Linked DNA regions of Zea mays: region 2 is linked to region 1. Evidence: chromatin contacts called from public Hi-C data. All regions are on one chromosome and are shown on one strand. The core of a region is the stretch at or near the end of the contact, and the rest is flanking DNA. Distances in the headings are between cores, read along the strand shown. Region 1 holds the start of LOC100273726. Region 2 holds the start of LOC100280585.

Region 1 (7,110 bases), core at 2,951-5,450:
GGTCACGTTGTCAAATCATGTTCATAGAGAAGAACTTGAGTTGTGGCCATTGTTCGATAAACATTTTTCTGTAGACGAGCAGGATAAGATTATCGGTCATATAATTGGAACTACTGGTGCTGAGGTTCTGCAGTCAATGTTACCTTGGGTTACATCAGCACTTAGTTTAGAGGAACAGAACATGATGCTGGATACATGGAAGCAAGCAACCAAAAACACCATGTTTGATGAATGGCTAAATGAATGGTGGAAGGGACCTTCAACTTCATCTGACCCATCAGACAAGGCTTCTACTCCTTCAGAAGGTTTGTTCAGTTGGTTTTTCTCTCCTCTAGAATGGTGGACGGGGATTTCTATGTCACTGAGATATTTTTATTTGGCCTTGTAGAAAGTCATTTTCAGGAGAATCTTGAACAAAATGACCAGATGTTTAGGCCTGGTTGGAAGGACATTTTCCGAATGAATCAGAGTGAGCTCGAGGCTGAGATTCGAAAGGTCTCTCGAGATTCTACTCTTGATCCAAGGAGGAAGGCCTATCTGATCCAAAATCTCATGACCAGGTTTGTTATCTAAAAATAAAGTAAATAAGCTGATTGTTATCTCCCCTTAGGAATACAGAAAATAAGTCTGTATTATATGTGTTTTTAAATTTGTAAATTTCAGCCGTTGGATAGCTGCTCAGCAGAAATCACCACAACCAAGCGTCGAAGGACATAATGGATGTACACGACGACCTGGATGTGTTGCTTCGTACCGAGACCCAGGGAAACAAATATTTGGCTGTGAGCATTACAAAAGAAACTGCAAGCTTGTTGCTGCATGCTGCGATAAGTTATTCACTTGCAGATTCTGTCACGATAAAGTTAGTGACCATACAATGGACAGGTATCTTCACCACAACCATTCATTTTACCGTCCACACCTTTCCTGCTGAGGGATGCTTATGCACCTGTTGTGCTATTAGAATTTCAAGGTTTTCATTTTCACATCGAACCAATATCAATTAAGCATGACATTTTATTTGGAAATAGATGTTTGTGGTTGTGCCATGGACCTGTGCCTCCCTTGTGAAATGAATTGATTTTCTGTCATTGAATTTTCTAACTGAAGCTTTTATTTCCAGTGGGATACTTGGCTCTTAGTATACCAGCTTTGCATAATAAGGACAAAAGAACTTGTATTTGTATACTTGAACGACATTTTCTGTCATATGACTTGCTGATTGTTGTAACCTAGAAATCTGTTATGAAGAAAAAAAATGAATCAATTGTACTTTCCTTAATTTGCGGAGCTGCTATTTGTAGGAAATCAGTGATGGAGATGATGTGCATGCAATGTCTGAATGTTCAACCTGTTGGTCCAAATTGTCAATCCCCTTCTTGCAATGGACTGTCCATGGCCAAGTATTATTGTAGCATATGCAAGTTCTTCGATGATGAAAGGTAATTCTGTGCAGATCAACATTTTAGTTTATTCTGCACTAAACAATCCTTGTTTTTGTAGGGTGCACACATTTCTATTCCATAAATGCATGGTGGTCCAGTTTCCGCCATTACCCTTTGAAAGTTGAAACAATGATGATTTTTTTGTTAGCACCAAATATATGGATATTTTATTATAGTCCTATTGTCATATTCTACTTATGAACAGTAAATTGCCCCGTGCTATATTCTTCTCTAACTTCAGCTTCATGCAAAAAGTTCAAGCCACTAAAGTAGCGAGCTCTGAGGATCTAAGGGGGTGTTTGGTTTAAAGATTCAATCCATTCTTAATAAAGTGGTACATCATGAATTCATTCCACAAATTTGGTATAATGAACTTATTCCTCTTATTATTACTAATTATTAGACTATGAGAAATGAAATGGTGATGGATCAACTCATTACATTCCACAAACCAAACAAGAAAGTGAGGAGTGAGAACATGATGGACTACCTCATTCCTCAAACCAAACACGCTGTAAATGTGTTATGTGCCTCATTTGGTTTATTTACTTCATTGCATTATTACTTGAAGTTAAATTCTCGTCTGACGTGGTTCAATCTTTGAGATATTTTGCAATCCTAATTCTCGGTTGTTTCTCAGGAGTGTCTACCATTGTCCTTTTTGCAACTTGTGTCGCCTTGGGAGCGGATTGGGCACTGATTTTTTTCATTGCATGAAGTGCAATTGTTGCCTTGGCATAAAGATGATAGAACATAAATGCCGGGAAAAGATGCTAGAGATGAACTGTCCAATCTGCTGCGACTTTTTGTTTACATCGAGTGCACCAGTTAAAGGCCTTCCTTGTGGCCACTTCATGCATTCGGCTTGTTTTCAGGTATGGCAGTCTAGTTGCATTCTGGTTTGCTATTATGGACGGGGTAAGTGCTGTTCTAATTCTAATACATTCGACCTTACTATTTCAGGCATATACTTGTACCCACTACACTTGTCCAATCTGCTGCAAATCCTTGGGAGATATGACGGTAAACTACGCCGCTTAAGCATAAGGAGTTATTTTGCGTTCGCCATTTCGGTTTGTTCTGCCGTTGGCAGTCCATAGGCATACTATTATTGCGCTCTCTCTTCTCCAAAATAATTTGAGGGGTGACCAAGGACCCTTGTAGGCTTGAAGATCAATACTCCGTACATTCCAAATTATAGTTGATCTTAGTTTTGGACATGTTATTCTGCTCACAGTTCTCGACGATACATAAGTCCTACAGCGGTTTGCGCTTTTCTCCAGTCCAGTAAAATAGCTAATGTGACGTTTTTGTTTCTGAAGGTGTATTTTGGCATGCTTGATGGTTTGCTGGCTGCAGAACAGCTTCCTGAGGAATACCAGGACCGGTGCCAGGTAAACCATTATCGCAGTCCCGGTTTCATTATTTCATTCATATAGCTCACATTACGTTTATCATCGTTGCGTGGCTGTTTCAGGATATACTGTGTAACGACTGCGAGAGAAAAGGCAGGTCACGGTTTCATTGGCTCTACCACAAGTGTGGTTTCTGTGGTTCTTACAACACCAGAGTTATCAAGACTGATACGGCAGAGTGTTCTCGCCCTCTATAATTTCTTTTATGCAATCCATTTGTATATATATATCGACGGGGTAGAAACCTTGTGACCGTAGGTGTGATAGTTTTTTTATAGAGTGAACTGGGGGAGGAACCCCACCTGGATGTATTATGAGGAAAAAGTGACTGTGCACATGAGGAGTCTGAGAATTACTCGCTCCCGTCCCAAACTAACTGTATTTCTACGATTTGAAATATATTCGCTCATATATTTCCTGTGTTGCCCTTCAGCTGTTTCCTGGGAACATCTCGGTTTGTATCAGCGATACAGTTGGAGACCTTCTGAACACTGTCCCCAACTCAAGCCGACTCAGTTGAGCTGAAGAGCAAATAAATACTCAGGTTGCGATTGACATGGTACATTCTCGTCTGATCTTTTACTTGGAATGCTCTTCTTACAAGTATGAAGTATCCTCTTCAGTCCTCTGACCACAAGTAGAATCTTCCAGAGACCCAGAGATCCTAGATTGCGAGCACCTAATATTTTTTTTTGGTATGCCAACGTGTCACATATCTCTTACGAATTGATCGGACACATTACGTAGTCAGCAGCAGCACCGGGCGCACTATCACCGCTGCTGCTGCTGCATGGATACTCCAAATACGCGTGTCTCCAAGAGGCGGCGATTCCTGGACTGCAGGCCAGGTTTCAGAAACTTGACTGCTGCTTCGATCAGCCGAGCCTTGTTCCTGCTGGACACTGACCTTGGGCTCTTAACAGGCGATGCCACCTTGTGTGCGTGCCTTCGTGCCCACAATGGCCGTGTATATGTAAGTATGTAACGTTGAGCTGACCTGCATTGCCGTGGCGGCGGTCGTATCGTTTTGAGATTTCGAATATGTTTAAACGTAAAAATGAAAAAAGGATACAGGTTTGATGACCTTGACCTAGCCCCGGCCATGTAATAGCATTAGAGAGTGGGTCGTGGTTTGGGCCTGCGCGCCTTTAAACTGTATTGGGCTTGGCCCATGTACAGGAACCAAACACATGGTACAAAATCTAGGTATTGTGAAATACTTCTGCCACTGCCACTACTGCCAGCCTGCCAGGGATCTATTTGTAAAAAGACAATGACAAAATTGACATCAAAGCGAAAAAGAAAGAAAAAACACCCTGTCCTCACCAGTTCAACGCCTCTTCTCCGTTCACCCGGCGTGTGCTCTGCCTCTCTCTCTCTCTCGTGCAGCGACCGCCGACGCGCTTCGCCAGACCTTCGCCGGCGACGAGCACTCACCAGGTATGCGCACCCTCTCTCTTCCGCTCCTTCTGCGCGGAACCGATAAAACTGGAACCCTAGCCTTAACTATTTGGCTTTCTGTATTTGGATCTGATCTACTTACAACTGTACGCATTCGTACTACCTGGTTCCTTTGCAAGGAATACTGTGTGTGCAAGTGTACGCCGATGACCCATGTCCCTTTCTGGGTCTGGCCTGTGTAATGGTAGTGGTTTTTTACCACTTCGCTGTGGCTGTGGGCTGATTGAATCCAGTTCATTCTCCTGCACATTCTGTTACTTCTAGATAGATTTATGTGCTGCGTGGTTCGGTTAGGTTCTACGTTTCCACCTGTGGCACTGTTGCTGATAAGTTACCAAACCTTTGTGGGTACTGCTTGAGTGTGCCGGTCACTGTAGGCTAAGTCGTCCTGGCCTTAAGCCTCGATGAGATCTATTACTTGTAGAATTTAACGTGGTGAGATCTCGTCGGTGATTAGATTATCATTTGTCATTGAGTGTGCTTTTGTGCCTTGATGTTTGAGTGTGCTTTTGTGCCTTGATTATTGAGTGTGCATCCGATGATTATTGGTGCGGCGGAACCATCTAAATTTCGGCTTCCATTAATTATGTTTTTGCACTGTTGTTTTATTCCTCGACCCTTGTTCCATGGACTGGTTGACTGCACTATGGACTGTCGATTTAGTATGGACAGCGTTCCACATAATCACCAGAGATACTCTAACCTATTTTATTAATCTGTACCTGTAGGGAGGGCCTGGATTTTGTTCATTTTTTTTCTTAAGTGCCTTTTTTTCTGTGAATAACCCATGTAGGGCGTGAAAATGTCAACAAGCTCTTTGAAAGAACCCAATGTTTCTCAATCAAAAGACGTGGAGAATGGAAATGACAATTCTGTGAAATCCTGCATTAGCAAGCCTGTGTTGAATGGCAACAAATGTGCCAACAAGGAACAAAATGTTCCGTCTTGTTGCCCTGGCGCTGTGACAAATGGAAACGAGGCTGGAAATGCAGACGTGGAGTACATTGATTCTGAGAATCTAGTGGATCTACCAGATGTTGATGCAGCTCTATGTGTATGGCACCTGTTTGCATATTTGTGATATTTTATTGGACAGATTGGTTTCTCTTTGTTTTTAGTTCTAGTCAAAGCTAAGTTTTATTGTTTCTACTTTTTCAACAGACCTTAGTTAAAAGGTTGGATTCAAAGGACTGGGTTATGACATGTGAAGCTCTCAACAATGTTCGTCAGTTGGCGATGTATCACAAGGAAAGATTGCAGGAGCTGCTGTAAGTTGTTTCCATCATATTATATGCACAAGAAATGTGTTTCCCCGTTGGAAAATTCTTCACATATCTTTTGGAACCACTTATCCATGCCAATGACAGAGAATATCATATCTCCTTTGCTAATTGTTTAGCACGAACTGTTTGAATGCAGGGAGCCTCTAGTTCCTCTTATCGTGAAATCTGTGAAGAACCCAAGAAGTGCTGTATGCAAAACAGCACTGATGACTTGTGCTGACATCTTTAAGGTCTATGGTGACCTACTGGTTGAGTCTATTGATCCACTGGTGAGTATCGCTATTCATTTAAAATTTCTTGTATTAGCTAAAAGGTCTTTGAAAACATCTTTCTGTCAACTGCTGCATTCACAGCTAGTGCAGCTGTTTCTAAAGGCTTCACAAGATAAGCGTTTTGTCTGTGAAGCTGCTGAGGCAGCTCTTACATCGATGACAAGTTGGATCTCCCCATTACTACTGTTACCAAGAATGCAGCCCTACCTCAAGAACAGGAATCCGCGGGTTCGAGCAAAAGCATCAGTGTGTTTGAGCAAGAGTGTACCTTGCTTAGTAAGTGAACTTTCTTGCCTGAAAATTTTATACAGCTGCAGCTTCTGTAACCCAATTCTTATTGTAAAAGGAACTTAAGATAGGAATGGATAAGCTGAACCTAGTTGACATGGTATTCCAGATATTTTAAGTTTATTTTCAGATCCTTCGTTCTATGTTCTAAACATTGAACAGCCTGTGTCAAAAAGCTGAACCTAGTTGGCATGTTATTCATTTGATGGTTGAGAATATTAAGACAGATGTGCTTTTAGCTGTAGGCTGTATGTTATTCATGTTTGAACTCATACTTTGATGGCATCTTCAATAGAGCAACAGTGAGATTGGATACATCAATTTGTGCACTATAGAGCTACATCTACATGCACCAACCAGTATTTGTTGCCTAGCATTTGAGGGATGCATTGTTATTCTTATTGTTTAACAACAATGGTATTCTCTTTTTGTCCAGGATGTGCAGGGAATCAGAGAATATGGAATGGATAAGCTCGTCCAGATTGCAGCAACCCAACTCAGTGACCAGCTTCCTGAATCAAGAGAGGCTGCTCGCAACCTGGCACTGGAACTACAGGTATTATATGAGAAGTCTCAGGCCTCCACCTCTGACGAAAATGAGGGTGAACCTTCTGTCTCACAAGATGCTGAGTCATGGGAGGCTTTCTGTCAGTCCAAGCTTTCTGCCTTAAGCGCCCAAGCCATCCTTCGCGTGACCTCTACTACTCCAAAAGAGGGTGTCGCCTCTACTTCAAATGCTACAAAAGAGGGTGTCACGGCGGCCCCAAAAGAAGGTTTGGATGTGGATTGCTAGCATGAGGCACACAAGCCCACAATGAGTTTGTAGATGCGATCAGAGCGCGATTGTCCACCCCCTTCGGTTTTTTTGATGTACATGCTTATGGCTGGTCCTTGGTTACATCCAGTTGGGAATCGGTTGATTATTGGTTCGGGAATTCAGGTGTGA
Region 2 (7,110 bases), core at 1,400-3,899, 210 kb after region 1:
CACATGTCCTCAAGAGGATTTGAACCCGTGACCTCTCAAACAAAGGCCAAGAGTAACTACCGCTACACCACATGTGTGTTTATGCCTGCATCTATGACAGAAAACACATCTACTACATCTCTCACCAAGCTCACTTGCTACCCTTGCACAATGCGTAGTAGTAGATAAGTATCACCGAGATTCTTGAATTATATTTTTGGATGGAGGTAATATTATTTAAAGAAGAGCTTTGCATGCGATTTCTTTTGTTTGAATAATATTTTATACTTAAATTCCCTATTTACATGTGTGACATTTATTCTTTGTAATATTTTTTCCATGGATCAGACTTGTGAGTCATTTTCATAAACCAACGCCAAGCATGAATCCATGTTTCTTACTTGAAACCCCGAACAAACACCATGAGCAAGAGGCACTCGCGTTGGCGTCGCTCATCGATGATGAGAAGAAGCTTGGCTACTATCAGTTCGACTTCTAGAAGAAGTCCTACGTGGTCGCATGCGCCGCTGTGTACGACAAGCTCCCGCGAAGCCGTCACTTGGACGCGGTCCAGAGCAGCTATACCGTGCTGTCCATCGTTAAGCAGGGGGCCTCATGGTTGTCGCCAACGTTGACGACTCTCGGGTTGTTCTGGACACCGCATCCGACGACAACGCCATCACGCCGTCCAGCTCATCATCCACCTGAAGCCCAACCTGCCACGTAAGTTGCTACTGACCGGACATGAATTCTTATGCACTGGGACGATGGACGTTGCTGATGTTGTGTGAGTGTCCTCGAACATGATGTATGTAGCGGAGTAGCGCATCAGGTGGTGCAACGGCCAGGGTACTACCTCGCTGATGAGCCTGGGGTACACTTCGTTTGGCAGCCCAACCAAGAGTCATCGGTACTCGTCATGTCACGCGCGTTGTACAACTACTATATCGAGGATTGTGGCGTCATCATGGCGCCGGAGGTGACGCAGAGGATGATCGACAAAAGTGACCAGTTCGTCATCCTCGCCACCGTCAGGGTAGCTTTTGTGTCGGCCTGCCTTTAATTATCTTCTCAAACCCACACACTTATCTTTTTGTTTAAGAAAGAGCATACGGTGGTGCGTGTCTGATGACTAACGATGTACGAGGGAATTTCTTCCGGCATGTGTGGAACGTGCTCTCCAATAATGAGGTCATACAAATCGTGGCATATATCGAAGTCTGCATGATATTGATGGTTGCAATGTAGTGGTGAAACAACTAGATTAAAATAACAAAATTTATGTATGACTAGGATCAGAAATTGGTTATGAAACATTTTCTCATAACAGTATAACACACATTTTGTATATAAATTATCGTAGTATACTGATATTATATATTCCCGTTGTAACGCACAGGCGCTCAGCTAGTTTATATAATAGAGCTCGGATCGGAGCACAACTCGACCGTAGTGCTATCTACATTGGCGAAAAAGAGATGGATTGTCTGATTCAATTTGAAACGGCACATGACAACAAGCGTGCTCTTTCTTTCGCGAAGACTCCATCGCCGCCCAACGTGTGGCAAAAATTCGCCCATTGACTCCTAAAGCGTTGCATCAATTTTACGAGTGGACGGAGAGGGGCCGCTGTGTCTCGATAAGGAGGCGACGACCATGCAGCTCCGCCTAGCCGAGGAGGCGGCAAACGGGGCAGCGAAGTCATCATCTTTGTCGCACTTTCGCCTCAGTCTCCACTCCACGGTCACAACTCGCGATGCACCACGCCATCCTCTGTATTTATGCAAGTGCATTTGTATGATTTTTTATTGTATAGGCATACAAGCTCTTTATTATTATTTATACAACCATGCATGTTCTACAATTCTATTATAGGATGACAAACCTCAAATTGAAGCAACATGTGGAAAAGTTGCCTTTAAAGTTCCTCTCCGTATTTACTTTAAAATTATAACATTTTCTATGTAAATATCTATTGATTCAACTTTTATATAAATATCTATTGCCTTTAAAGCAAATATTTTATTATTTATAGATATAATTAAATTTGGTTTAACTAAATTACAATTAGTGCGCGTCAGTTACTAAGTATATATAAGAATAAACAATAGAACTTTTTAAGCATAATTAACTCATGTTTAACAAAAGTTTACTGTAGCATCACGTGAGCTAATCATAAAATATTTAGGTCAATAAGTTTTGTTTCATTGTTTAGCTCTTATATATATAATTAGTCTTGTAATTAGACTATATTTAATACTCTATTCGTCCAAAAATATAAGTCATTATAAGATTTTTGGAGAGTCAAATTTTAAAGTTGAACAAAAGTATAGCGAGAATAATAAAGATTTATGACACATAATAGATATAATATGAAACTATATTTAATAGAGAATATAATGATATATATTTGATATTGTAAATGATATATATTTGATATTGTAAATGTTATTAATTCATTGTATAAATTTGGTTAAATTGAAAAAAATTGACACTTCAAAATTTATAGAATGAATTATATTTTAGAACGAATCTAAACAACTTTAGTGCGGAAACAACAAGCGCTAGTTTTTGGCGAACGTATGATCCCCTCAGCCTCTGAACCGTCTGATGTTCCACCCACCATTCTAGCGCACATCCTAGCGTCGCAAAACCCTAGTCCCAATTTCTCCCGACTATAAATGAGTCCACCTCCCGTTTCCGCCCCTTAACCGCATCATCCTTTCCCTCGCGCCGCCGCCAACGCAACCCTTGCAGCCCCAATCCCTCACAGCAACCATGGCTGGCGCGCAGGAGTCCCTCTCTCTGGTGGGCACGATGCGCGGCCACAACGGCGAGGTGACGGCGATCGCGACCCCGATCGACAACTCGCCGTTCATCGTCTCCTCCTCCCGCGACAAGTCCCTGCTGGTGTGGGACCTGACCAACCCGGTCCACTCCACCCCGGAATCCGGCGCCACCGCCGACTACGGCGTCCCCTTCCGCCGCCTCACCGGCCACTCCCACTTCGTCCAGGACGTCGTCCTCAGTTCCGACGGCCAGTTCGCCCTTTCCGGCTCCTGGGATGGAGAGCTCCGCCTCTGGGACCTCTCCACCGGCCTCACCACCCGCCGCTTCGTCGGCCACGAGAAGGATGTCCTCTCCGTTGCCTTCTCCGTTGACAACCGCCAGATCGTCTCCGCGTCCCGCGACAAGACCATTAAGCTCTGGAACACCCTCGGTGAGTGCAAGTACACCATCGGAGGTGACCTCGGTGGCGGCGAGGGCCACAACGGGTGGGTCTCCTGCGTCAGGTTCTCCCCAAACACATTTCAGCCCACCATTGTCTCCGGTTCCTGGGACCGCACCGTCAAGGTCTGGAACCTTACGAACTGCAAGCTGCGCTGCACTCTCGATGGTCATGGCGGATATGTTAACGCCGTCGCCGTGAGCCCCGATGGATCGCTCTGCGCCTCCGGCGGGAAGGACGGTGTTACTCTGCTGTGGGATTTGGCTGAGGGGAAGAGGCTGTACTCGCTGGATGCGGGCTCCATCATCCACTCCCTCTGCTTCTCGCCCAACCGCTACTGGCTCTGCGCTGCGACCCAGGACTCTGTTAAGATCTGGGACCTTGAGTCGAAGCACGTCGTGCAGGACCTCAAGCCTGACATCCAGATCTCCAAGAACCAGGTTTGTACCCAACCTTACCTGGCTTAACATGCATGTTACCTTTTCGGAAAACCCTAAAGGTTAGGGTCAGTAATTGTATATGTTTTTGTCCCGATGCCTTCCTTTTTCCTGTTAATGTCGCTGCAGAAATGACAGTGTGCTTAATCTTTAGTGTTAGGCCGTGCGCTTATATGTACTGTAGAGTCTACTGTTTATAGAGTGAATTTTGAAATGGGGAGTGGGATAGGAAGGCTGCTGGAAACAGCCTTAATGCATATAAGAATACATTTTGGATTAGATGTTTTTGCTGTGGCGAAGATTTGTTTGTTCTATCAATTTTGCATTTGTTTTGCAGCTCTTGTTATCCTATCTGTCTAGCCTCTACTCTATTGTCTCTACTGAGCATTATATCATGATATTAATGCATAACTTTATACAATCATTGAATTTTGTATATATTCGTGTATTATACTACACATCTTGTGAGTTTATAACCTCATCCAGTCTATTGTTTGTTATCATCATTATTGTTTGTCATCAGCATTGTTGTTTGCTATCAGCATTATATCTCACCTAGTGTGTCAGTGCTCTTGGTATTACGTCTAGATAGTGTTTGCTTGGGCACATGTTGTCTTGAACTCTGCTGATGTAATTTTGTTCCTACAGTTGGCTTTTTGCCATCAGCAGTGATTATTATCAATTGTGCATCTCAACTATAGTCTGCAATGAATTTTCTGTTACTTGTAAAGTTGTCATATAATGTGTCATGGCCTACTATCATTTAGACATGTACACACATTTTATTTACTCATGAATTCAGATATTAGGTGTTTATTTTCGTGCCAGTTGTCTTTCCTCCTTATATTTAACTATGAAAAATGGAAGAAACTGCTGTTACCGGATGTATTATATGTTCTGTGTAATACTCATTACTACTATTTTTTGGTTGGATGATCATCTACTGTTTCTCAGACTGATTGATATTTAACTGCATCTGGTGCACTTGTATAGATCCTGTACTGCACAAGCTTGAGCTGGAGCGCCGATGGAAGCACCCTCTACACTGGCTACACCGATGGGTCTATCAGGGTCTGGAAGATCTCTGGATATGGCTACGCAGGCTAGATGTCGAAATCCAGTCGAGGGTCTAGGAGGTCTTGTTCTGCGAAACATTGCAATGCGGAACATAGTTTTTTTTATGTGAGTTACATCGTCTGCTTGGTACTTTATGGTCGCCCAACTATCTAAGCTTAGCTTTGTTAATGAAGTTTATTAAATTTGCTTGTTTGGTTTTACCTTGTGAAAGGGGGTGTTTGTCTGAGTTTATAATCTGTTTACCTTATAGTGTTTTTTTTTGGCGAAGTTAACTGCGGAAATGGTTACTTCCTCAGCTGGCAAATCTGAATCTTTTGTCCAGAAACTAGCATTTGAATCGAAGAAAACTAGCAGATAGAAAAATGAATTTTAAGTCTGCAATTGTAGCTTTAGGGCTCGTTTAGCTGCGGAGCTCCGCTGCGCTGCACAAATTCTCTAGCTCTGAGAGTTTATTCTTTAATAGTGATTCTAAATTCAAAATAGTTCGGAAAAATGAATCTATATCTGACTAAAAGCTCTGAGAGTTTATTCTTTAATAATGATTCTAAATTCTAAATAATTCAGAAAAATGAATCTATATCTGACTAAAATGTTGTGAAGTGATTTTTTAAGGGTTTAGAGAGTAGCGAGATGCGAGTTATTTTGGCTCCCACAGTCTAGTATAAAATGGAGACAAGATTCACTCTGCTTCTAGCGTAAGTGATTATTGATTGGAACGAAGCTATGGAAGCTCTACCAGACGTCCCATATGGCTAATTTGACAACTTTATTTTTCCTTAGAAAAATAAGAATTACTTATGTAAATGGAGTTACCAAACTAGACTTTATAGTTCTTTCGTCGACATTCTTTACGAGCAAAAATGAACCAGTTCATAAACACGAAACATCACGGAATGACCATCAATGGACCATGCATGACCACCATGCTAACTGCATTGGTCGAGCACACGAGGAGGGGCTATTCAAACCGCTATGTCGTTCTGCGTGCGAGCCTTCAAGGAATTCGCCTTCACGCAACTGCTCCATGGGCCGGCCAATCAGAGAGCTCAGGGCCAAGTCGTCCCGTCCTTTGAACCGGCTCAATTGACCTCGTATTCTCACCTTCGTTTTGTAGCAACCGTGACACTCTGATTTGTCCTCTAAGCTCGCGCCATATCAGTTCACCAGCTACTTGTTCCGGTTGCTATCGGCCATCGCCATGTCGTCGTCCCTGTACAAGCAGCTGGGCCTTTCGGGAGCCGGCTCCCCGCTCTCCGGCCGCCACCTCGCCCTTCTCGTCCTCGGCGCCGGCTTCCTCGCGCTCACCGTCTTCGTCGTCCACCCTAACGAGTTCCGGATCCAATCTTTCTTCTCAGGCAGCAGCTGTGGCGGCCGTACCGTCACGGACGCAGCCGCCGCCGCAGTCGCCAGTCCTCACGGTGACACCACCACGGAGAAGGAGGACGACGCACGGGCGGACGACGTGCGCGTCCTCATCGGCATCCAGACGCTGCCGAGCAAGCGCGCGCGGCGGCACCTGCTGCGGGACGTGTACTCGCTGCAGGCGCGGGAGCACCCGCCGGTCGCCGGCAGCGTGGACGTCCGTTTCGTGTTCTGTAACGTGACGTCCCCGGACGACGCGGTGCTGGTGGCGGTGGAGGCCCTCCGCTACGGCGACATCATCGTGCTGGACTGCGCGGAGAACATGGACAACGGCAAGACGTACACCTTCTTCTCCACCGTGGCGCGCGCGTTCAACGGCAGCGGCCGGCGACCGAGGTACGACTACGTGATGAAGGCCGACGACGACACGTACCTGCGGCTGCCGGCGCTGGTAGAGTCGCTGCGCGGCGCGGCGAGGGAGGACGCCTACTACGGGCTGCAGATGCCGTGCGACACGGAGAACTTCTACCCGTTCCCGCCCTTCATGTCCGGGATGGGGTACGCGCTGTCGTGGGACCTGGTGCAGTGGGTGGCGTCCTCGGACTTGGCCCGCCGCGAGCAGAACGGGCCCGAGGACATGTGGACGGGGCGGTGGCTCAACCTCGCCGGCAAGGGCAAGAACCGGTACGACAACGCGCCGAGGATGTACAACTACAAGGGCGCGTCGCCGGACAGCTGCTTCCGCCACGGCTTCGTCCCGGACACCATCGCCGTGCACATGCTCAAGGACGACGCGCGGTGGGCCGAGACGCTCGCCTACTTCAACGCCACCTCGGGCCTCTACCGCCAGCCGCTGCCGGCGGCCAGCTCTCCCTGACGATGAGCTCAAGTGTTGAAACGTTCGTCGGCCCGGATGCGTGCGTTGAATATTGTGATCAAGGGTTGGTGGCGGTAGTTAGGCCACAGGATAGGCTGTATACGTATTACGTGTTCGTTTTGTCTTGCCGCCCTGTTGATTGATAGGAA

Evidence for each region. Hi-C and Micro-C count contacts between places; a contact is called where the count stands out from the background.
Region 2: a Hi-C map of leaf shows a contact between it and region 1, with 6 times the contacts expected there. The contact joins the promoter of LOC100280585 here to the promoter of LOC100273726 in region 1. A contact is called at or near these places in 2 of 25 Hi-C or Micro-C datasets (ear and leaf).

What each region holds. Positions count from the first base shown.
Region 1 is chr6:174,209,544-174,216,653 of Zm-B73-REFERENCE-NAM-5.0, forward strand. It overlaps LOC100273726, which reads left to right and starts at 4,201. Exons shown (of 6, transcript NM_001148136.1): 1 at 4,201-4,300; 2 at 5,115-5,375; 3 at 5,483-5,589; 4 at 5,741-5,873; 5 at 5,958-6,152; 6 at 6,601-7,110. The coding sequence starts at 5,124. The coding sequence ends at 6,957. LOC103630692 (zinc finger protein-related) reads left to right here. Exons shown (of 14, transcript XM_008651747.3): 7 at 1-305; 8 at 389-560; 9 at 664-885; 10 at 1,305-1,442; 11 at 2,086-2,320; 12 at 2,409-2,468; 13 at 2,768-2,839; 14 at 2,923-3,285. The coding sequence ends at 3,057.
Region 2 is chr6:174,420,442-174,427,551 of Zm-B73-REFERENCE-NAM-5.0, forward strand. It overlaps LOC100280585, which reads left to right and starts at 2,650. Exons shown (of 2, transcript NM_001153504.2): 1 at 2,650-3,648; 2 at 4,639-5,026. The coding sequence starts at 2,758. The coding sequence ends at 4,752. LOC100383638 (Galactosyltransferase family protein) reads left to right here and starts at 5,850. Exons shown (of 1, transcript NM_001176285.2): 1 at 5,850-7,110. The coding sequence starts at 5,921. The coding sequence ends at 6,961.